2 separate regions of the Mus musculus genome follow, and region 1 is linked to region 2. A link is a contact called in public promoter capture Hi-C data. All regions are on one chromosome and are shown on one strand. The core of a region is the stretch at or near the end of the contact, and the rest is flanking DNA. Distances in the headings are between cores, read along the strand shown. Region 1 holds the start of Magi1 (membrane associated guanylate kinase, WW and PDZ domain containing 1). Region 2 overlaps Magi1 (membrane associated guanylate kinase, WW and PDZ domain containing 1).

What was found. Promoter capture Hi-C pulls out the DNA fragments that hold promoters and counts their contacts.
Region 1: a contact with region 2 is called in a promoter capture Hi-C map of liver, with 2.2 times the contacts expected there. The contact joins the promoter of Magi1 here to the enhancer-like site in region 2. A contact is called at or near these places in 4 of 39 promoter capture datasets (the 3T3-L1 cell line, cranial neural crest and liver) and 1 of 484 Hi-C or Micro-C datasets (uterus).

The regions. Positions count from the first base shown.
Region 1 is chr6:94,282,355-94,286,132 of GRCm38.p6, forward strand. Magi1 (membrane associated guanylate kinase, WW and PDZ domain containing 1) reads right to left here and starts at 1,563. Exons shown (of 24, transcript NM_001029850.4): 1 at 656-1,563. The coding sequence starts at 968. Gm31661 (a long non-coding RNA gene) reads left to right here and starts at 1,567. Exons shown (of 5, transcript XR_377886.4): 1 at 1,567-2,575.
Region 2 is chr6:93,769,229-93,773,340 of GRCm38.p6, forward strand. Magi1 (membrane associated guanylate kinase, WW and PDZ domain containing 1) reads right to left here. Exons shown (of 24, transcript NM_001029850.4): 7 at 280-315. Among named protein-coding and RNA genes, the nearest start is that of Gm23035, 22 kb to the right of the region's middle. Within about 2 kb of position 1,598, at least 55 of the 459 cell types and tissues checked have an H3K27ac peak or open chromatin away from gene starts, as enhancers often do. A contact at or near this core is called in liver, where this site is marked.

The sequences.
Region 1 (3,778 bases), core at 313-2,812, 510 kb after region 2:
TCAATAAGGACGACGGTGCAAGAGGAGGAGGTGGCTGGGTAAACTTGGACTAGATTCGCGCCAAGCGCTAATCACCCCTTCCCCCACCGTAGGTCTCCACAAGGAGGAGACACAGACGTCACCCCGCTGTGGGGTGATTGCGGGCTCTGCAGGAGGCTGGATTAAGGACTCCAGTGGGTTATAACCCAGCCCCACCTGGAGGGGTTGCAGGATGAAGGCAAATTCTGTGATGGAAGAATTCCAATCAACCATAAATAGACCCTCTCCTTCCACGACCCACTCTCCAGTTCAGGGAAACAGGCAGTGGCAAGCCACCAGCTCCGTGAGCTCATCCATCCCGTAAGGGGCTGGGGGAAGCGTCCACCTTAGCCTCCCTCAGTTCCCCATCTGCCTTAAGGTGAAGGCGAGGCTGCGCAGCACTAGGTGGCTACGACCTAGAAGTTGGCAAACCAGACCTGGGAAGCATCTCCCCGCTTCCCGGCGCAACCCCGGCCCCAGCCCGCCACGCAGGTGGGCGCACAGCCCACAACCTCACAACTTTGAGTGCATCTGGTCCGGGCCTCAACTTTGGCTCACAGCACTCGGAGCAAACGGCGCCCCCTCAGGCCTCCCCTCTTTTTCGGGGTGCGCCCCCCAAAGGCACGCCCCGTCTTACCTTGTCTGACGGCTTTGAAGGTGACGGCCTCCTTGCAGCTGTCGATGACTCCCAGCACGTCATAGCGGGGCAAGCCGGACACCCGGACCCCCTGCACCTCCAGCAGCAGCTCACCTTCGGCCAGCTTCGGCCCCTCGCCACCGCCGGGAAGCCCCGCCGCCTCGGCCGCCGCCACCGCCCCCACGTACGGAAACTCCCCATGCTCCGCGCCCCCCAGGACCGTCACCCCCAGCTCGCCCTGGGGTCCCCGCTTCACGGTGCACTCGTGAACGCGGCCAGTCCAGTGGTTCTTCTTCTGGATCACTTTCGACATGATGAGTTACAGCCCCTCCTCGAAAACAAAATTCAAATTAAAGAAAAAAAGAAAAAGAAAAGAAAACTGCTAAAACGAGAGACAGGTGCCCCCACAGCACGAGCCCCCGGAGCGGCGGGCTCACGGGAGAAGCATCTCTCGGAGCGCGGGAGCGAGCTACTCGAGCCTCCTCGCCCGACTCTCTCGCGCTCTCAAGCCATCATAAAACAAACTTTCCGGGCTCCGTGAAGAGCCCTGCACGGGCGCCCGCGAGCTTTGTTTGCATTCCGGTGCCTCCGGGTCCGCGTTCCGGCGCCGACCGCGCTCCCGGGACCAGAGTCCACTCCGGCGCCGCCCGGGCCCGCTCTCCGCTCCGCGGCTCTCTCCACACACGCCGCGCCTGCTCCGCGCCGGCCGGCCGCTCCTCAGCGCGAGGGAAGCCCTTTCCAAGCTAGTTGCCGGGAGCCCTGGAGACGCGACGGCGCGGGGCGGGGGTGAGGGGACGCGAGGGAAGTGGCCGCGGCCCCTTTAAGCAGATACAAAGGCTCGGCTTGTTTTGTTACAGTTCATTCTACTCCGCGCGGCGGAGCGCAGCGGCCGGCTGGAGAGGAGACGCGCGCGCATGCGCCCGGCGGCCGCCCGCGGGCAGGCCCGCCCCACCCCTCCTCCTGGAAGGGAGAGATTCCAACGCGCCTCCCGCGGGGTCCTAGGGCCGACCCTTCATTGACGCCAACTTGCTCCTCTCCCTGCACCCCTAGAATTCCTCCTCTTGCAGTGTGGTCGGCTCAGCCAGAGCCTTTTGGGGGAACACGTGTGCTTGCCCGACTCCAGCTCTCGAACTTTTGGAACACAGAGAATTTGGCTTTGGTGTTTGCAAATCGTTTCAAACAGGTGGGGGCTGGGAGACCAATTCAGCGCGGGGCTCACACTCTTGCTGCCTACCCGGGTCCCTCCTCGTCCTCCGCTAGTGCCTGGCCACGCCATCGCTCACGCGCCTTCCGCCACATTTCCGCGCCTGCTCCCCGCCCAGGGGTTCAAGTCCACATGCGGAGCCTGGCTCTTGTCTCTGTGACCCTGAGGACCCGAATCAACAAGACCCACACACCCTCTGCATCCCTGTCCGCGCCCACCAAACGCACCTACACATACGCTCCCATCGTTAAACTTTGGGGCCAACTTTTTAGGACAAGGAAAAAACTGCCAGCGAGCGAGAAAAGCCAAAGCTAGCGTGGCCTTTTTACCTAAGACTTCTCGCTGGCCTCTCATTGTCCTTCCAGCAAAGGGGGCGGCGGTGGCCAGCCCCCTTTGGCTTCTAGGAGAGCCGAGAAACCTAAGCACTGCTTTGGGGAGTAAAGATCACCGCAGGGTGCGGGTCCTGCACAAGCGTGGGCGAGCCGGCCACCTCGGAATTCGCCGCCCAGAGGCGGGGTCCAGTAATCGGGGCACTGGTGAGGCCGGGACAGAAAGAACAGCCCCCACCGCCAAGAAGCCAGTGCAGTGGTGGCCCTAGCGGTTTTGTTTATTTTTCAGTGGTTTCCAATGAGTTCCTCTTTGGTCACGGACTTGAGAATCTACTAGATAAAAGGAGCTGAGTTGGAGCCACTCAGAGAGATGAGGATGTCACTGAGGTGGGTCGAGAGGATAGGTCTGAAGTTCAGATTCCGCAGGCATCTTAAGTACAACATTAAGTGAAGACCTTCCACTTGCCAAGGCTGGAGGAATACAATCACTCCCACCCCCACCCCCACCCCCTCCTCCACCCCCACCCCCACCCCACCCCACCTCACACACAGAGTTGTTAGAAATAATACATAGGCACTGGAAACTTGCAAAGTAAATAATTTATGGTGGCATATAAAATTTCACAGTCTGATAACTGGGGGGGGGGGGGGTGTCAGAGTCCTTAGTGGTTGGGGTTGTAATCCCCTCTCTAGAACATAAGCATACATTTAAGCTCTTCAAGCCCTGTTTCTAGAGAGCTATTCTAAGTTAATAAGAATGAGGGCCTGGCGTTTTACATCTGTAATCCTGGTACTTGTGAGGCTGAGGCATGGGGACCAAGAATTCAAGGCAAAGTCTAGGAGAGGATGGCCTGGGCTCCCTAAGACTGGCTACACACAAAAAACCGTCTTGCTCCTGATTATTTGAAAAGGTGAAAGGAATTTCATGTCTCTGGTGTTTTGTTGTTGTTTTTTTTTTTTTTGGTTTTGTTTTTGGGGGATTGGTTGGTTGTGTTTTCCCCCAAGTGGTGATAGTGGTGTTGGGGGAGGGGGGCTGCTTTTTGGTTTTGTTGGTTTTGGTTTTACTGAGGTCAAATGAGCAGTCCCTTCAAACCTAACTGCCAAACCCTAACAGAGATCTAGCCATCAGCATCTCTAGGATGTTTTAATTTGCTTTTTGTTGCTATAATAAAACACTAACCAAAACCGACTTAGTCAAAAAGGGTCTATTTGAACTTAGAGCTCAGGAATGCACCTTACTGGTTTGCTTCTCCTGGATTGCTCAGCTGCCTTTCTTCTACATCCTAGGTCCACATGCCCAAGGATGGCACCCACCACAGTGGCCTGGGTCCTCCTGCAACAGCCAGCAATCAAGAGAATGCCCTATAGGCATAGCTACTCCCCAGGTCCGCTACCATGCTCTTTCTCCAGCTGTGTCTAGGTTTTCCTCAGGTTGACAAAAACTTCACTAGCAGAACCCACCACTCTTTGTCAACCATTACTGTTAAACTGTAACCTTCCCTGCCTTTGTACCCAAGATGCCATTATAATATTGATACAGCAATATAAAATAGATTTTCAAAGTCCCATGTCTTCAAATTTTGTAGCATT
Region 2 (4,112 bases), core at 348-2,847:
AATGAAGCGAAGACAGATTATATGAAAGTTCAAGGGTCATGGCAAGTATCCCTTCATTTTCTTCTCCAATTCTAAATTTAAGGGCTATTTATCGCTAATTTACTCTTTCTAGTCTCACTCTGTTCCCACGGTTTCGCTGTGAACACCGTGTATTACATACAGCTCTGCCTCATGCCTGTCAGCAAGTGCACTGCCTTTCATGGGCAAGACAGGCCGAAGCCTGTGACTGGAGAAGGGCACTCAAGGCAGAGAGGGGATCAAGCGGGTGCAAGGCATTACCTAGTTCACTGTCCAGCTCCTCGGTGTGTACCCCTTCTTCTCCAAAGGAAGAGCAGGAATGAGACAGAAAAGAGAAAGACAAATTCAGACACCAGCACCAAGAGAGAAACTCCATTAGAAAAACAGCAGGAAAAAAAAAAAAAAAAAAAAAAAAAAAAAAAAAACATCATTACAGCGACCTTACCTGAATTGTGGTTAGTTTCACTGGCTTTGGCTAGTAAACTTCTGACCTCAGTGTAAATCACAAAATGGTAAGAGCTGATATTGGCAAAATAATTAGACGGCTCATTTCCTTGCATGTCAAAATGTTATTTGATTGGTTGTAAATGATGACAAATACCTCTGAGGTTTCTATGTTCTTAAGTGGGAAGTCACTTATTACAGACCTTATTTGCAGCAGACAAAGCCGTGAGACCTTTCGATATAGGTCCTTTTAATCCTTCAATAATCCTCTCATCACAGAAGCAATTACACTCGCAATTAGAGCATTACTTAACTTAAAAGTAATGCGGCTTGGAAAAGGGAAAGTGAGGTCAAATTGAAAAGGGAGATTGTATAATGTCCCCAGTGCCTTTCAAGAGGGGGAGAAAGATCAACTATGCCACGGTGATACATATCAAGGAAATGATGCTTGAAGGCTGCGCTGAAGGGGCATCATGGCAGGCAGAGCTCACCGATTTGAGTTTGTTTGTTGATTTGTACATAAGCTTTCTAAGCCAACGGTTCAGACATAGTTGAGTGTAAATTGTGCTCAATTATTTCAGCTAGCAAAACAAGTCACCTCTGACCTCCTCTGGCTGTCAATAAAATAAGTTGGTTATTACTGAGATGAGAACATGGCACAGCACACAACATTCATTTTGTTGTTAAAGGCTCCCGAGCTACAGAGAGCAGGTGGCTGTCGCCTACCCTGGAAGGAAGCTACATGACCCCAGAGGCAAGGGGGTTCAAACCTCTTTCCAGTGTATATGCCAGTGTTCAGGGTACACTGTGGACTGTCTTAGATACTAACCATTAATCAGCTAATCCTGGTAGCTAGTTTGACCTCAGGATTCTGTCTCTGCCTCCTGGTAGAGTCTACAGACAGGCTGCCATGCCCAGCTGGCATGAGCAATCAGTTTTGAATAGCATTCTTTTTGTTGTTATTATTGTTTAAATGATCAGATTTAAATAAAATAAGGTCTGTAATAAGTGACTTCCCACTTAAGAACAAGGAAACCTCAAAGATATTACAAAATGCAAAACTGCCTATTTAGTATTACCTAATGAGGTGCACGGGAAGGCTTGCTCACCCCACCCCCACCCCAGTGAGTATGTGCCAGCCACTGTGTTAGGCAACTGTTAAAACTGGCACAAATACAATGACTCTTTTGGAAGAAAAGACATGTACAAAACTAAACAAAATTCAGTGAAATTAAGACCATGCCTAAGTCTCCAGAGTACGCTACACACTAGAGTGACGTGAATGTATGTATCTGAAGCCAAGGTCATGGAAATGGTATCTGAGCTACAATGTGAAAGATGCATGGGTGTCAATGAAAACCACTCAATTCAAGCTCTGTGAGAGTCGGATGCTTTGCTGTCGCATTCACTGACATGTCTGCAGGGTCTCCAACGGATGGATGTCTCACATAGAAGATATTCAGCAACTGTGAGCAATGTGACCACATTCTAAGGAGGAAGCCCTGAGCATCCAACTGTTAGGCAGCAACTCAGCGAGGTCTAGAGGGAGTGCAAAGCAAAAGGCAGGGCAGGGCAGAGCAGAGCGAGGGTGGCTGGACAGGCAGACCAGAACAGGCAGTTACTAAGCAACCAGAGAGGCCCCAGCAGTGCAGAGAAGACACCCTCACACTGACATAGAAAACAAAACAAAACAACCCCCAAAGCAACCAACTGCTGAGAGCAGCAGAAGGAAGGGATCTGGGTAGGAGACTTGTGTAACCCAGCTAGGAGCTCTACAGGTGGGGAAGAAAAGATGGAGTGGATTTCAGACATATTAAGGAAGCATGTGAACTGAGCTGACTCGTGCATTAGAAATGGAGGTGAAGAAAGGTGATGGATCAATTGGATTCCTGAATGTGTACCCATTTACTTCCAACCAACACGAGGAGCATTGAGTATAGGGTCAATAGTTCAGTTCTAATTATCCTGAGTCAGAAATCTCTTTGAGACAGCCCGCTGGAGCAAAAACACAGGCAACTAAAAATATTGACCTGATACTACAAGGAAGGTCAAGACTTCTAATGGTGCTAGACAAATATTGATGACCAAAGGAGTAATTATATTTATGAATAAAATTCCATGGGCAGGTGGAGCAGAGTATAAGACTTTTAACTGTATAGTACTTTGCAGGCACAGTATGTGTGAGAAGTAGAATTTCTTGATCCAGATCATGACAGCAAACAGTGAGGCAAGGCAGCTCTGTGCTTACAGCAAAACCACAAACTGACAGCTGCCATTATGTGACTATGTGTTTATGCTGTCTATGCACTCATATATCATTCTAAATGAATGAAATATGTGATTCTAATATTGATGAGATAATTACTGAATGACCTGCACTGGATATGCATGTATACTTGTGTCAAGGAAAATGCTGTTAGTGAAAAAAAAAATTTCTGTAGCCCTTCTTAATGCACCCGTTCCACAGCAGTTTTCTCAATGAAAGGCCTTCTATCATCTATTATCATACATTTCCCATGTACTTATGGTAGACATGGACTTTGAAGATCCAATGTAATAAAAATGGTTAAACTGCCTTCAAACTCATCTCTTGTCAAAGATATTAAACCTGTTCCATGAAGTTGTACTAAAGTACAGTTCACAGAAACCTTGTAGTGTTCTCATCTTTGAAAACTGGTTACCTATATATTATATTAAACAGAATCACTGAATACTCAGATGGCCATTACTCCCCACGTATGAGACACAGATCTGCTCACACACCTAGTTCATTCCTTCCTTCTTCAGCTAAGGGAGCAAGGAACTGGAGTAAAATGAGCATGTGGACTGTGCCTCAAATTAGAAACACATATATTTCCACTTGAACTTGTTCCAATAAACATGAACATGCAAACCTATATTTATTGAACAAAATCTGTAGCCATATGTAACAGAAAAATCACAGAGTACAAGGCTTTTAACTGTATACTACTTTGCAATATTAGCTTGCATTTTCCAAATATCACCATTTATGCATATGAAACAATTGTGCACTACAGGGTAAATTAATAATGCTTTGGTATCTCACAGGTAAATATGTTATTATACACACACACACACACATATATATGTATATATACACATATGTTATATATTATAATACATATTATAATGTATTACTTTATTATAATTATTCCACAACTAATACACAATTAATAGTAGTATTCATTCAAATGCTAGGATTGTATAATGAGCAACAAGGCAAGGCAAGCTATTTGCCTTTTAATAAGTTCACAACAGAAAGCAATCTTGACAGAACTTGGGACAGATTCTAGTGCTAAAGAGAATATACTTGCATTAAGCTTTCTTCTGCTTTGGAGAAATAATGAGAAACTCCAAATACTTGAAATAATCCTTTCTAACAGAGACTTGTATAGTCACAAGGAATGTCTGGAAGATGAAGATACAGCTCTAGCCTTCCAAAAATTACAGCTGCGTTTTAAGCTGTAAAGACACTCCTAACGTGTCATTGACCCTAAATTAAACAAGCAATACAATTATGAAAAAAGAGGTAAGAAATCTGGTTTCTTCCCTGAAGGCTTTTATAGCACAGGTTAAGATCTAGTCCATTAGTAAACGTGAAACATCAAACCATCTTTGGTTTCTATATT